Regions from separate parts of the Mus musculus genome. Here all the other regions are linked to region 1. A link is a contact called in public promoter capture Hi-C data. All regions are on one chromosome and are shown on one strand. The core of a region is the stretch at or near the end of the contact, and the rest is flanking DNA. Distances in the headings are between cores, read along the strand shown.

What was found. Promoter capture Hi-C pulls out the DNA fragments that hold promoters and counts their contacts.
Region 2: a promoter capture Hi-C map of liver shows a contact between it and region 1, with 4 times the contacts expected there. The contact joins two enhancer-like sites.
Region 3: a promoter capture Hi-C map of liver shows a contact between it and region 1, with 6 times the contacts expected there. The contact joins two enhancer-like sites.

What each region holds. Positions count from the first base shown.
Region 1 is chr3:86,133,204-86,137,280 of GRCm38.p6, forward strand. No RefSeq gene overlaps it. Among named protein-coding and RNA genes, the nearest start is that of Snord73a, 3.6 kb to the right of the region's middle. Within about 2 kb of position 1,963, at least 7 of the 459 cell types and tissues checked have an H3K27ac peak or open chromatin away from gene starts, as enhancers often do. A contact at or near this core is called in liver, where this site is marked.
Region 2 is chr3:88,136,834-88,141,058 of GRCm38.p6, forward strand. No RefSeq gene overlaps it. Among named protein-coding and RNA genes, the nearest start is that of Mef2d, 3.4 kb to the right of the region's middle. Within about 2 kb of position 2,133, at least 406 of the 459 cell types and tissues checked have an H3K27ac peak or open chromatin away from gene starts, as enhancers often do. A contact at or near this core is called in liver, where this site is marked.
Region 3 is chr3:88,337,481-88,341,946 of GRCm38.p6, forward strand. It overlaps Smg5 (Smg-5 homolog, nonsense mediated mRNA decay factor (C. elegans)), which reads left to right. Exons shown (of 22, transcript NM_178246.3): 2 at 4,378-4,466. Among named protein-coding and RNA genes, the nearest start is that of Smg5, 3.5 kb to the left of the region's middle. Within about 2 kb of position 1,676, at least 11 of the 459 cell types and tissues checked have an H3K27ac peak or open chromatin away from gene starts, as enhancers often do. A contact at or near this core is called in liver, where this site is marked.

The DNA.
Region 1 (4,077 bases), core at 713-3,212:
ACCAATGGCCTTTCTGGTTGTACCAGCTAAGAGTCATACTTTACATAAAACACATGGCTAGCAAATAAATAATTCTATGAAATGACACCACATACAGTCAATATATGAGATATTTGTCTTCAGAGTCCCTTCACACTTCACAGAGTCCCACTCAGTCACTACGAACCTTTCAACTTTTCCACCACAACCACTATTCTGGTTTCCACTACTTGATTAACCACTAAATTCATAAAAGCATATAGTATTTTCTGCCTTCTTTTGCTTAATTTTCCATGCTGAATCAATTCTTTTACTACCATTGAAACATACAGATACATTTCTTTACCCAATCTATTAGGCTTCTAGTACAATGAATAAATTGGTCCCAACCTTGATTCACTGTTGCTGTTGCTGTGACGGGACTCCATGACCAAGACAACTTACAAAAGGGAGCAAGCATTTAATGGGGGCTCGCGGTTTAGAGTGACAGACAATGGCAGTGGCTGAAGAGCTGAGTTTTGGGGTTTTTTGTTTTTGTTTTTATTTTTTGAGACAGGGTTTCTCTGTATAGACCTGGCTGTCCTGGAACTCACTCTGTAGACCAGCCTGGCCTTGAACTCAGAAATCAGCCTGCCTCTGCCTCCCGAGTGCTGGGATTAAAGGCGTGCGCCACCACGCCCGGCTGAAGAGCTGAGTTTTACATCCTGATCTGCAAACTACAGAGAGACACACCAAGCTTCACCTGAACTTTTGAAACCTCAAAGCCCAGTGGCACACCTCCAAAAAGGCTATACCTGGTAATTCCAAAACAGTCCCACTAACTGGAGACTAATAATTCAAACATAAGCACTTAAAAAGGACCATTCTGGTCCAAACCAACTTTCAAAACTAGTTTTTGTTGTGTGAACATGATGTCTCATCTCTTTTAGACAATATCTAGGAATAAGATCAAATCAAAGTAGTGGTATGCATTTGAACCTGAGATGAGAGGCCCAGTACCGGAAACCAATCTAAGCAATATAAATGTAGTGAAACTTACTTAAAAAATAATTAGGTCAGGTATTAGACACACCTTTAGTCTCACCACTACAGGTCTACATATCAAATTCCAGGATCTCTCAAAAATAAAACTCAGGGCCAGGTGCATGCTTTTTTCTCTTTTAATTTTTACTTAACCAGTTTATTGGGGTTACAAGAGTGTGGGTTAAGGAGTAGGCATGAAGCTGGGCAGTGGTGGCTCACACCTTTAATCCCAGCACTTGGGAGGCAGAGGCAGGCGGATTTCTGAATTTAAGGCCAGTCTGGTCTACAGAGTGAGTTCCAGGACAGCCAGGGCTACACAGAGAAACCCTGTCTCGAAAAACCAAAAAACAAACAAAAAGGAGTAGTCGTGATTTCAAGGCAGGTGCATCATTGAAAAGTCTACCTCAACACTGAAGTATAGATGATCACTTATAAAAGCTCTAATCTTGGCATTTCCACAGAATTCTCAGGCAACATAACAAGTGAGAGTCTCATATATGCCTAAGAGTCTCATTCCTCCAGTAATCCTTACTGTTTATACAACCTCAGGGAGCAAGGGCCCTTGTGAACCTTTTAAGTTTCAGGGACTTCCTGATATTTGGAGGTTGTTTACTTCTTAAAACATGGGTGCAAGCTTTCAATCTCACTCTGCTTGGGAGGCAGAAACCTGGTACATATTGGGACCCTGGTACCTTCTTTTGCATCTTGGCTGTCATGTAGTAAGCAACATCTACTGCCACCCCTAATTTAATGTTATACTTTGGTCACCCAGGCAAAGGCAGTGCTGCTAAGCAACCTCTATCACCATAACAGAAAGCTAACCAAGATTCATGCTGAAATATTTACTTTTTAAAGTGTGTGAATTACTTTGCCTCCATGTTATTTGTGTACCACACGCATGCTTGTTCCCCACGGACTTTGGACCTGCTGAACCAGTTACAGAGAATTGTGAACCACCATGTGGGTGGTAGCAATTGATCGCAGGTTCTCTGGAAGAGCAGTCAGTCAATCAACCACTGAGCTCTCTCTAGCCCACAAATACTTTTTGATATGCTTTTGAATCAAAGTAAAGTGCCTGTAATTGGTGCTTCATGTTTACACATGTGGGTTACTGTCATTTCACTAACAAAGACACGAGGCTATGGAATCAAAATACAAGGACTTTACCACTCAAAGTAATGGCTGTGATACCAAGGGAGACATTACCTCATCCTTCAGGATTACACTGGATATGTGTAAGTATAACATGGCACATGCAAAGAGCAGCCACAAGGTTTTATTTTTGGTATACTGTACATAGAACATGTATGTAGACACACAGGGTTTGTAGAAGGTTGCCTAAGCCACTTCTGTTTGACACACTTGGGCAACCTTGATTTTCGATGCTACCCTAAAAGGCTACTGTTAAACTAACCAACAGAGGGTAGAATTCGATTCATTCAGACATTTCATTAGTTACCATCAGCAAGCCTTCTCACCAGCACAGCTAAAGCCAACCTGCAGCACCGATCTCAGGTCCACACACTATATAGAGCCTTTGGGTAGGGCTCTTTGGTCAAACGGGTCTTTGGTCATAGATATGCTCTCTGGTTTCTAGTGCAGTCACAAGGTAAATGGGGCTCCTCTGCCACTCTTGCTATGATGCATCCACCACCATACACCCAAAGCAATAGGATCCAGTTGGTCAAATATGAACTCAAATAAGCCACTTCTCTTCCCATCAACAAAGTAGCACTGGTTTCAGTTATAAAAAGCTGACATACCACTTTATGCAAAACCAGGGAGCCAAGTCTACTTCTCCATCCCTTTTTACTTCCAAGTCTCAGGCACAATGACTCAAAGTGCGTCAGACCAATGGACTACTGTTCTCTTTATCAATACCTCACAGGTGGCAGTGTGACAGATAAGTCTCAGGAGATTCCCACTCTTGTCAGACAAGGCATCTGTCATTGCAGTAAAAACTTTAGACATGAAGTCCCAGCACCGCTTGGGCCTGCCCTCTACTCCTGTGACTAACAGAAGTCTCATTCAAATGTTTAAAGGATGGTGGCACTTAGCTGTAATCTCAGCAATTCCTAGAAGTTTAAGAGCCCAGCCTGGGCTCCAAGGTAAACCTGTTTTGTGGAACCGCTCTTCCAGAGCACCCATGCTTAGTTCCCAGCACCTACACGGCCGCTCAGTTATCTGAACTTGAGTTCCAGAGGACACGCCTCTTCTGTCTCTGCAGGCACATGATACATTGAGACACACACATATACATAAAAATATTTCTTAAAACTTCTGGATATAAAGTACATGTAAATATTAATGAACTCAAAGAACTTCCTGAGAAGTGACTCCCAGAGACAAGCTTCAGATAACCAAGTAACTGCTGCCATCAACCTAGTAATGGTCACTAAATACTTAAAGCACTGGAGCCAAATGAAGACCAAAAGGCTGAGCAGTGTTGACAGCATTGCAGGTGATCCATTCCCCACATTATTCTGTTACAATGGCCCATCCTTTATGAGAATAGTCTCCCTAGGACTTACTCCCCCTCCTCAAGTTAGTCTACCCTCAGTCCACGCTAAAGAAACAAATGAAAGGTTTAAGTTTTGTCTTTATTTCAAAAATCTGCTTTTCTATGATAGACTAAGGTAAAATAATTTCAAAGACCTTTGGAGGCACTTCTAACAGATTTTCAGGGTGGCCTATAGGTAGGCTACCCTAAATACCTACTCAAAGATATAGCAGACTAAGTAATTTCAATCTTACAAATATCCAGCCTCATGGTAGTAAGGGGAAGACCAACTTTCACACAAATTCAATTCCTAGTAATGACCCAACTTTACACCAACTGACTCCTATTCACCCAGGAAGGATGCTGGTTATCTGACTCAAGCCCACAAATGAAATCAGCTATTACATCAACAGGCTCGCCTGAGATACATCTATCAACTAATACTTCACAGCTAGAAAAGTAGTTGTGATAGTATTTGCTTGCTACCATGTCTAAGGCACCTATTTTGTTAATACTTTAAACAAGACTATTTGCCTAGAGGATTATTAAAATTTTACCCTGTGAATGTATAGGCT
Region 2 (4,225 bases), core at 883-3,382, 2.0 Mb after region 1:
AGCAACCACATGGTGGCTCACAACCATCCCTAACAGGATCTGACGACCTCTTCTGGAGTGTCTGAAGACAGATGTAGTGTACTTACATATAATAAATAAATCTTAAAAAAAAAAAGCCTTTAAAAAAAAACCAAAAAAAAAAAAAAAAAAAAAAAGCACTCTGAAGGCAGAGGCAGGGGGATTTTCATGCCACAGGGCCACAGGATGAGACCCTGTCAAATAAACAAGTAAAAAGCACCACTGAAATTGCCCAATTCAATGCTCACAGCAAGTAACACTGTCCAAGGTCAGCCAGCTAATAACAGTCGAAGCTGGGATCTGGCTGCGCATGGCTCTAAGGGAAGAAGACAAGAGCTGCTCAGAAAATGCTGTATGTATTCCAAAAGCAAGATCACCTGAGCATGTGCTCTGTGAGCCTGACAGAAGTAGGAGAGGCTCTTGAAAAAGGTGAGCCTGCACAGGGCTCAACTCTCCCATCCACAAATACTTAACTGGGCGACTACTCTGTTCTTTACACTAGCTGGAGGCACAACACTTGTGGACAGACACACTGAATAAGGTGAGGGAAAAGACTGCACTCATGTGCTTGGAGACAAGGTCTCACTATGTAGCTGTCTGTCCGGCAACTCACTATATATACCAAGCTGGCCTGGAACTCAGAGTTCCACTAGTCCCTGTCTAACACTTCCACTCAGCTAAAGCGCATGCCTCCTTTGCCTTCAGACTGAACCTGCTCTTCCAGCTCCTGGGTTTCTTTCCCAAAGGCAAAGCCTGCTTTAGGATTCGCTCTCTTGAGCTGGAGATGCGGCACAGTGGTAGAATGTGTCCTTAGCATGTGTGAGGTTCAGGCCCTACAGGGGAAGAAGACAGGAAGGGAAAATAGGGGGAGAGAGAGAGAGAGAGAGGGAGAGAGAGAGAGAGAGCGCGCAAAGAAAGGATTTAAAAGGGGCTATGGCATGGAGGCTCTGCTGTAAAGAACCTTGCAGCCCCAAACTGCCCAATGATCTGAGTTTGAACCCTAGAACCCACAAGCTGGAGAGAACCAACTACAAGTTGTCTTCTGATCTCCACAAACACAATAGAAAGTAAAAATAAATAATTAATTTAAAAAATTAAAAAGCGCCACCGGGTGGCAGTGGCACTTACTTTTAACACCTGCAGAAGCTGGCAGATCTCTGAGTTCGAGGTCAGTCTGATCTAAAGAGTGAGTTTCCAGGACAACCAGGTCTACAAAGAGAAACCCTGTCTTGAAAAGCAAAAACAAATAAAAAGGAAAAGAATACACTCTCCTACCTCAGAAATTCTTTTTAAAAATATTTATTAGTATTGTATGGTGTGCAGGGGAGAGATGTTATGTGTGAAGCTCAGAGGATAACTCTGGGAAGTTGCTTCTCCGGCTGGTACCGAAGCACCTTTATCCGCTGAGCCACTTCGTCGGCCTTTTGCAGTCCTTCTGAATGTCTCTGCAATTCTTCCTGTTCCTATAGTTTCTAACACCCCACTTCGCTTTTCCTTTCTCCAGTAACAGGCCCTGAGCTACTGGCCCTTTAAGATTGCCTTCTTCCCCCACGTGCTGTCTGGTTGGGCTGGCGATGCTGACGCATGCTTGACGTCAATAGCAGCTGGTGGAGTTTGGGCACGAGGAGAGAAGTTGGGATGGGGGTTGGGGGGAGCGGAGCAAGAAGGCGATTCATTTGCATTTAAAGGGGCCTCTCTTGAGTTAATTCGCGCTTTACAGAAATACGTCCTGGGCAAACTTTCTGCCCTAGGCTGGGAATAGAGGCAAGAAAATGGCGTGATACAACTTAAGTCCAAGGCTATGAGTTTGGTATGTTCTTCCGCGGAAAAAGAGAAATAGTCCGTCGGTGCCCAAGCTGGGAGCACGTGACCCGGAGGGGGTGGAGGCAGAAGCTGGGGGTGGGGGGGAGACTACTGTAAGGTTGTGTTTGTCTGCCCCCACCCCCACATCCTGCCCACCCAACTGCAGCTGCCACCACATCCTGCCCAGCCGGGGGCAGGGAGCTCCTGTGGGGGGTACACGGACCCGAGACCGCTCTGGCACCATTCGCTGTCCCTCAGCTCCAGGGCCCTCTGCTCTTGTCCCCAGGTCTGGTCCCAAGGCACCCGGTTCTCAGCATAGGGTACTACTGTGCCACACGGACCTGGACAAGTTTCTGGCGGACTCTGCTACCCTTTACCCCAACTCTGGCTTGAAGTGGAGTTGTAGGACCCCCAGACTCAACCCCTGTCCTTATCTACCATGGTTATGAATGCAGAAATGAGGTATTCAGCAGAGTTTGCACAATTCTGACTCACAGGGCTGCGCGAATACATTTGCTAAGCGCGTTCCACGCCAGCTCTGCATCCCCGCAGGAACTCAGGAGCTGGTGAGGAATACCTTAGGAAATAAACAAACCCAGCAAGCTAGTGCGTCCAGAGGAGACAAGGGCGGAGTGGAGCGTCCCACCTTCCCGCGGAGAAAATACACGCCCACCTGCTGAGGGTCCGGTTCGCAAGCTTGGTGGCAGATGCGGGGAAGAATTGGGGGTCTTTGCGGTGATCATCCAAAAACTAAAGGAAGGATGACTCGGTGGTGGAGTCGCGGGTGGAGGTGGGGATTGAGAACTGTCCAGATGGCGCAGGGGAGGGGAAGGTGAGAGGAGGAGGATCTGCCAAGCAGCTCACCAGACTAGAGGGGAAGGCTAGAGCACTTTTCCTAGGTTGAGTAAGGACTGACTGCCAGGTAGAAGAGGGTGCTGAGAGGAACAGGGACCTTTCCAGTTCAGGTGAACTGGAGAAGCTTGAGAAGGGGTGGATAAAGGAGGATTAAGTTTTATTTGCCAGATAGCTTTGTGAAGATGCATGTGAGTTTACAGGGTGTTCTTTTTAGGATGTCGGTGGGTATCAAGGTTTTACAGCAGGGCTGGAAGGTGACTTTTCTTTAGAACAGATGGGCGAGATGACTGAGGCAGTAAAGCGCTTGCCATGCAAGCCTGGCCACGGAAGTTTGATCCTGAAACAAATGGAAAAGTGGAAGATCCACGCCGTAGAATTATCCTCCGACATCTAAATATGCAGCATGGTACGCTAACAGAATAAACTGATTAACAAGAAATGGTGCACAGCCAGAGGTAGGAGAGGAAGCACGAGACTCAGTCATTTGCCACCCAGAGGATTCTGGGATGGGAAATTCAAGGGCCAGAAGAAAAGAACTCAGAGTCACTTTCAGGAAGTCCAATTTTCATCTAACTTCCAACATTACCTTGGCCCTTTTCAGTCTTTCGTGGAAATCAAGACCTCTCCCAAGACGTTTTCACAGTCTGAGTTTTGTCCCACTTGTAGTTTTACTGCCCCCTATTCTGGTCTCCTGTGAGTTGTCAAGTCAGCAGTGAGTGTCCAGGGCCCCCACCTCCCTGAGCTCTCGGAGCTCTTCCTGCTAGTCTTTTAATATCTTCCCCAGGTGACTCACCTTCCTTCCTCATTCCTTTTTAAAGGACTCAACATTCCAGGTCTAAAGAGGGCCAGCCAACCAATCACAGCCATGGACGGCCAGCCTCATATTTGAGATTGGCTGGGATCATGGCTCGCTGGAAGCTCACCAAGTTAGTTAGGGAGAGGCTGGGGAGGGGGATTCTGGGAAAAAAATTTTCTTCTGGCCTTGGTTATGTTTTGAGAAACAAACTGAGTTAGGTTCTCTAGCTTGGAGAGCCTCCAAGGTTGAGGCAGGTTGAACACTCCTGAGGGCTTAGCTGTCCCGGGCCCATCCTGTTTTGTTTTCCTACAAGCTGGGACCCAATGGCCTGAAGGCTGTGTTCCCAGGCCTGTTCCTAAGACGTCTTTTCCAGCAGCCCTGAATCTCTCCAGTCTCAACATTCTGCTTTTCCCGACGTCGGGAAACAGCCGGAAAAATAAACACCCTGATGACTAAACGGTTTCTCCAGCTAGAGCCTGGGGAAGCACTAAAAATAGAGGCCACAAGTGAGGGGAGGTTCCCCACGGGGAGGGCACTTTCCCATTCTGCTCCCACCATAGCCACAAGCAGGAACAAGGCTGTGTTCTCCCAGGGCTTGGGGAAGGGCAGATGCCTTCACTCAAGTCTTGGGGGCAAACCAGACTGCTCAAGGAGTACTGGCAGCTCTGTGCCCCCACCCCCCATACTACTAGGAAAACTAAGGAGCAACATTTGGGGACCATGTGTGATCCTACATAAATCAGGCTTCTGGAA
Region 3 (4,466 bases), core at 426-2,925, 2.2 Mb after region 1:
CGTAGATCGCAGAGCTGAGTCATGGGAAGATGAAGAGTGGAGACCACGCTGACTGTTCTGCCTTCTAGTAGGAGGTGGAGCTCCAGCTTCCGTCTTACCTCAGGCCCTGCTGAATGGAGGCTGCCATGAGAAAACCCAGAGCTGCTTGATTCATGTGCTCTGCCTCTTCTGGCCTTGTAAGCTAGGAGGCGAAAGGGAATGTAGGCCTGTTTGGAAATAGGAAGTTGATGCCACGGCTTCCATCCCACCAAGGGGCCCCAAGCAGTGATCCCCAGGCCGAGGAGTTCTCCAGAAATGGCTTGTGTAACCAGTCATGCCTCGAAGTGCTGAGCAGCCTGTCAGACACAGCGTGGGCAGTGTCTTCGATATTCCTTGCTTGTCTCCAGCCTGGGGAATGGCTCTGGACAATCTTCTGACTGTGTCAGGCCAGCTTTCTCAATTTCTCACACCTTCCTTTCTCAGGACTGACAGGTTGAGCTGGTGTGTGACAGGTTGCTTGCAGTATGTGACTTGTATGTATGTATGTGGGTATGTGTGTGTGTGTGTGGGGGGGGGGTTATCTGTGACTGTGTTGGTTTTGAGCAGGGTAAACAACTGAGGCAGCCAGTTTTGTTATGTTTGTGTTTGGTGTGTGTACATGCATGTGTGTGTGTGTGTGTGTGTGTGTGTGTGTGTAAGGCACTGGTGATGACATTCTGACTTTTGATAAATGTGTTAGTCTGTGGAGCTGTCATTGAGTTTCAGAAAATTGGAAAAACTCCTGAAGCTAGCAATCTACAAATAGAGCATTTTGATTTCTTTTAAGGCTATCCAAAGAAAAAGAAGGAAGAAAGGGGTTGCTGGGGAATCTATAAACACCACTGAATTTATTAGGTTTATTAACTCTGTACTTATTTTAGAAATATTTGTACGACTTTGATTTGAGACAAGACTAATTTTTGTGGTTTTTCAAAGGGAGATTATAGTTTTGTTTGTTTCTTGAGCCCTGGCTGTTCTGGAGCTCTCTCTGTAGATCAGACTGGGCTGGAACTCAGAGATAAGCCTGCTTCTGCTTCCTGAGTGCTGAGACGACAGGCGTGCGCTCTGGCAAGGTTCTATAGTTTCTTGAAGAAGCTTATGGTCTGATAGAGAATGGGGAAGAGGTGCTAAGTACTCCCAGAGCTAAGTGTTTCTCTTTGGAGCTCTTTTTAAAAATTGAGGCCGGGCGTGGTGGTGCACGCCTTTAATTAATCCCAGTAATTAGGAGGCAGAGGCAGGCGGATTTCTGAGTTCCAGGACAGACAAGGCTACACAGAGAGAAACTCTGTCTTGGAAAAAAAAAAAAAAAAACAAAAGATAAATAAATACATAATTGAGAATGTAATGAAATTTCTGGAGTCTGTTCATAAAAGTACAAATGCTTGGGCTGGGGGTGTAGTAGGTTAGTGGAGGCTCTGGGTTCAGTCTTCAAGTGGCATCAACAAAAAAACAAAACACCTATACTCTTATTAAGTCTGCCTGTGGTACTGAAGCCCCTTTGGGCTCAGGATGCCTAGACAGGACAGTCACTTGAATTTGAACTCGGAGAATGAAGACAGCAAGATCCTGTCCCTAACAAACTCACCCTGTCCAAGGGACTAAGCTGCTGCCTCTAGCATTGAAGTCCAGCTTGGCAGAAAGGGCTTGGCTCTCACTTCTAGGTAGCCTGAAAGGTGACTGAACTCCAGAATATTTAGTTATCAAGCTTGTCTGTGAGAATGCTTTGATTTCCAGCCCACTCGTTCAGCTGGGTGCTGTCAGTCATTTGGCCCTATGTAGGGTAGCTTTTAGTAGTGTGCTTGCTACTGGGTCATACAGAGTCCAGGCTTGCTGTGGTCCACTTTCTCTGGCCTAAGAGCACATCTTGGTTTGTTCTGGCATCGTCAGTCTGTGTTTGGATTGCCTTTGTGTCTACAGCAGAGCTTAATTTGCCTGCTTCCATAGCTATTACTTGCCATACTTTTGTGTAAACTAGAGAAGAGCCTACTTTGGGGACTTCTTAGGCATCTGTGGTATAGTTTCTGTGGCTGTCTTTGCTATGGTGGCTCACTTGCCTCTTAGCTTCTAGAATCAAACACCTCAATTATATAACAAAAAGGAGGGAAATTAATGCTTATTGAACATTTACCGAGCATTGTCATGAGTGTTATATTTTTTTAACAAAGCAGTTAATTGTCATATTTCCATTTTATAGTAAGGTGAGCTGAAGTATATGCAATACCACAGAGCTGGTTATGAATAGAGATGAAATTAGAGCCCATGAAGTTTGCTTCCAAGCCTACAGTCTTTTTTTTTTTTTGGTTTTTTCGAGACAGGATTTCTCTGTGTAGCCTTGGCTGTCCTGGAACTCACTTTGTACACCAGGCTGGCCTTGAACTCAGAAATCCACCTGCCTCTGGCTCCCAAGTGCTGGGATTAAAGGTGTGCGCCACCACTGCCCAGCTGAAGTGTTTTTTTTTTTTTAAAGTTCTGTTCATCTATTTCGTATGTACACGAGTATGGGCATACTTGTGCCATTAAGTACCAGAGCTTGTGTGGTGGTTAGAGGACAACTTCTGGGAGTCAGTTTTTCCCTTTTACTCTGTAGAACTCAGGGACAGATTGAGGTCGTCAGCAGACTTCATCCAAAGCCTTAACCCTTAACTGAGCCATCAGGCCATGCCACCATTTCCTCTTTGAGACAGTCTCATGTGCCCCCCTAGTTCGTGAATGCTGGGACTATACACGGTCACTCAGTTCTGTTTATTTGTTGGTTTTTTTTTTTTTTTTTTTTTTTTTTTGCTTTTATTTATTTGTGTATATGCATACTTTTAGCATACTTCACATTAAATTTATAATTCACTCAAAAAAAATCTCAGGACAGAATTAGAACTAGAAAAACACTTATCCTTATATTTCATAAGCTACATGGACTCAATCTTTCCTCATCCCTTTATATTTTCTTCTCTTTTATTTTATACTATATGCATGGGCACATTTGTTTACATGTACACACACCCACATACATACGTGTATATCTATACACACACGAGATTTTGAATATGAGAGAAATGTGGTTTTTTTTTTCTGAGACCTCTGTTTTGTTATAATGAGTAAAGTATGAATAAACATATACCTGTGTATCTGTGTACGTGTGTGTCTGTGTTTCAGAATGGAGAGATGAAGAGTACATATTTTTCTTCCAGAGTTTGAATCTTAAAACCCATAGTTCACAATTACCTCTGACTCTAGCTCCAGAGAATTTGTCACCCTCCTCTGGCCTCAGGTGTGTGTGTGTGTGCTGTTTCAAAGCATTTGCCCTTGTGCATACATAATAGCCCTGACACTCATCTGGAATCATGGACAACTTCATGACTCCAGGTGAGTGTCCCATGACTTCATGGGAGTCAGTCTTCTCCCTCACCATGTGGGTGGGGCTCCAGAGTCAGACTTGGGTTATCAGGCCTGACATCAAGTTTTGCCAGCCCATGGTGCCTTATTTTTGTTAAGATTTTTTTTAAAAGTATATGCATATACATGAAAGGGTTGTGCATGTATGAGTCTCAGTTACTCACAGTCATGTCCACTCTGTGTGTGCTTGAATTCAGGCTCAGATCCTCACATTTGCACACTAATTGTTCTTACCAGTGAGCCATCTTCCCAGACTGAGAACTTCTTTCTTTTATGTCAGAGATGATAAGCTCTTATATAAGAATCCACTCCATCGCTCTGAATTGAATGTTTACTGAATGCTAAAGCTGTAAATAGATCGTTACATTTAAATCTTATAAAACTATTCTACGTACCTGCATTATGTGACTCATTTTTATTAATATGGTGACCTTTAAGAGGCTGGGTAATTTGTCAGGGTTAGAACCCTAGAGCTTCTGTGTCTGGAAGTCGGTACTCTTCCTATTGTGAGGGGTTTCCACCTTAATACTGTTGACATCATGGGTAGGGTAATTTTCTTACACTGAGCCTTGCTACATTGTCCAGGCTGTTTTTGAAGTTGTCATTGTAAGTAATCTTCCTGCTTCAGCCTTTGAAGTCCTAGGATTACATCATGACCCCCAAAGGGTAATTTTTTTTTATTTTGGTAGGCTCATCTGTGTATCAGAAAAATTTTAGTAGAATACACTAAATGCTAATAGTGCCTTCCTCAGGCAGAGAGACAGACAATGTCTTAATTTTTGCCACATCCCTTGAGCAGGGCTGCTGTATCTGAGTGAAGTCTGCCTCTTCATTTTCCTAACCCTCAGCCTTCCCTTCCATTTCTCTCCCCTTCCCTCTCCTCCCCATTTCAGAGTTTCTTTAGAATCTGTATTCTGGCACCCAAAGTGAACTATGTGTCTGACTCAGGGGCTCTTTGTTTCACTGCAGGGCTGTGGTGGAGGCTGTGCATCGGCTAGATCTCATCCTTTGCAACAAAGCTGCTTATCAGGAAGTGTTCAAACCAGAGAACGTTAGCC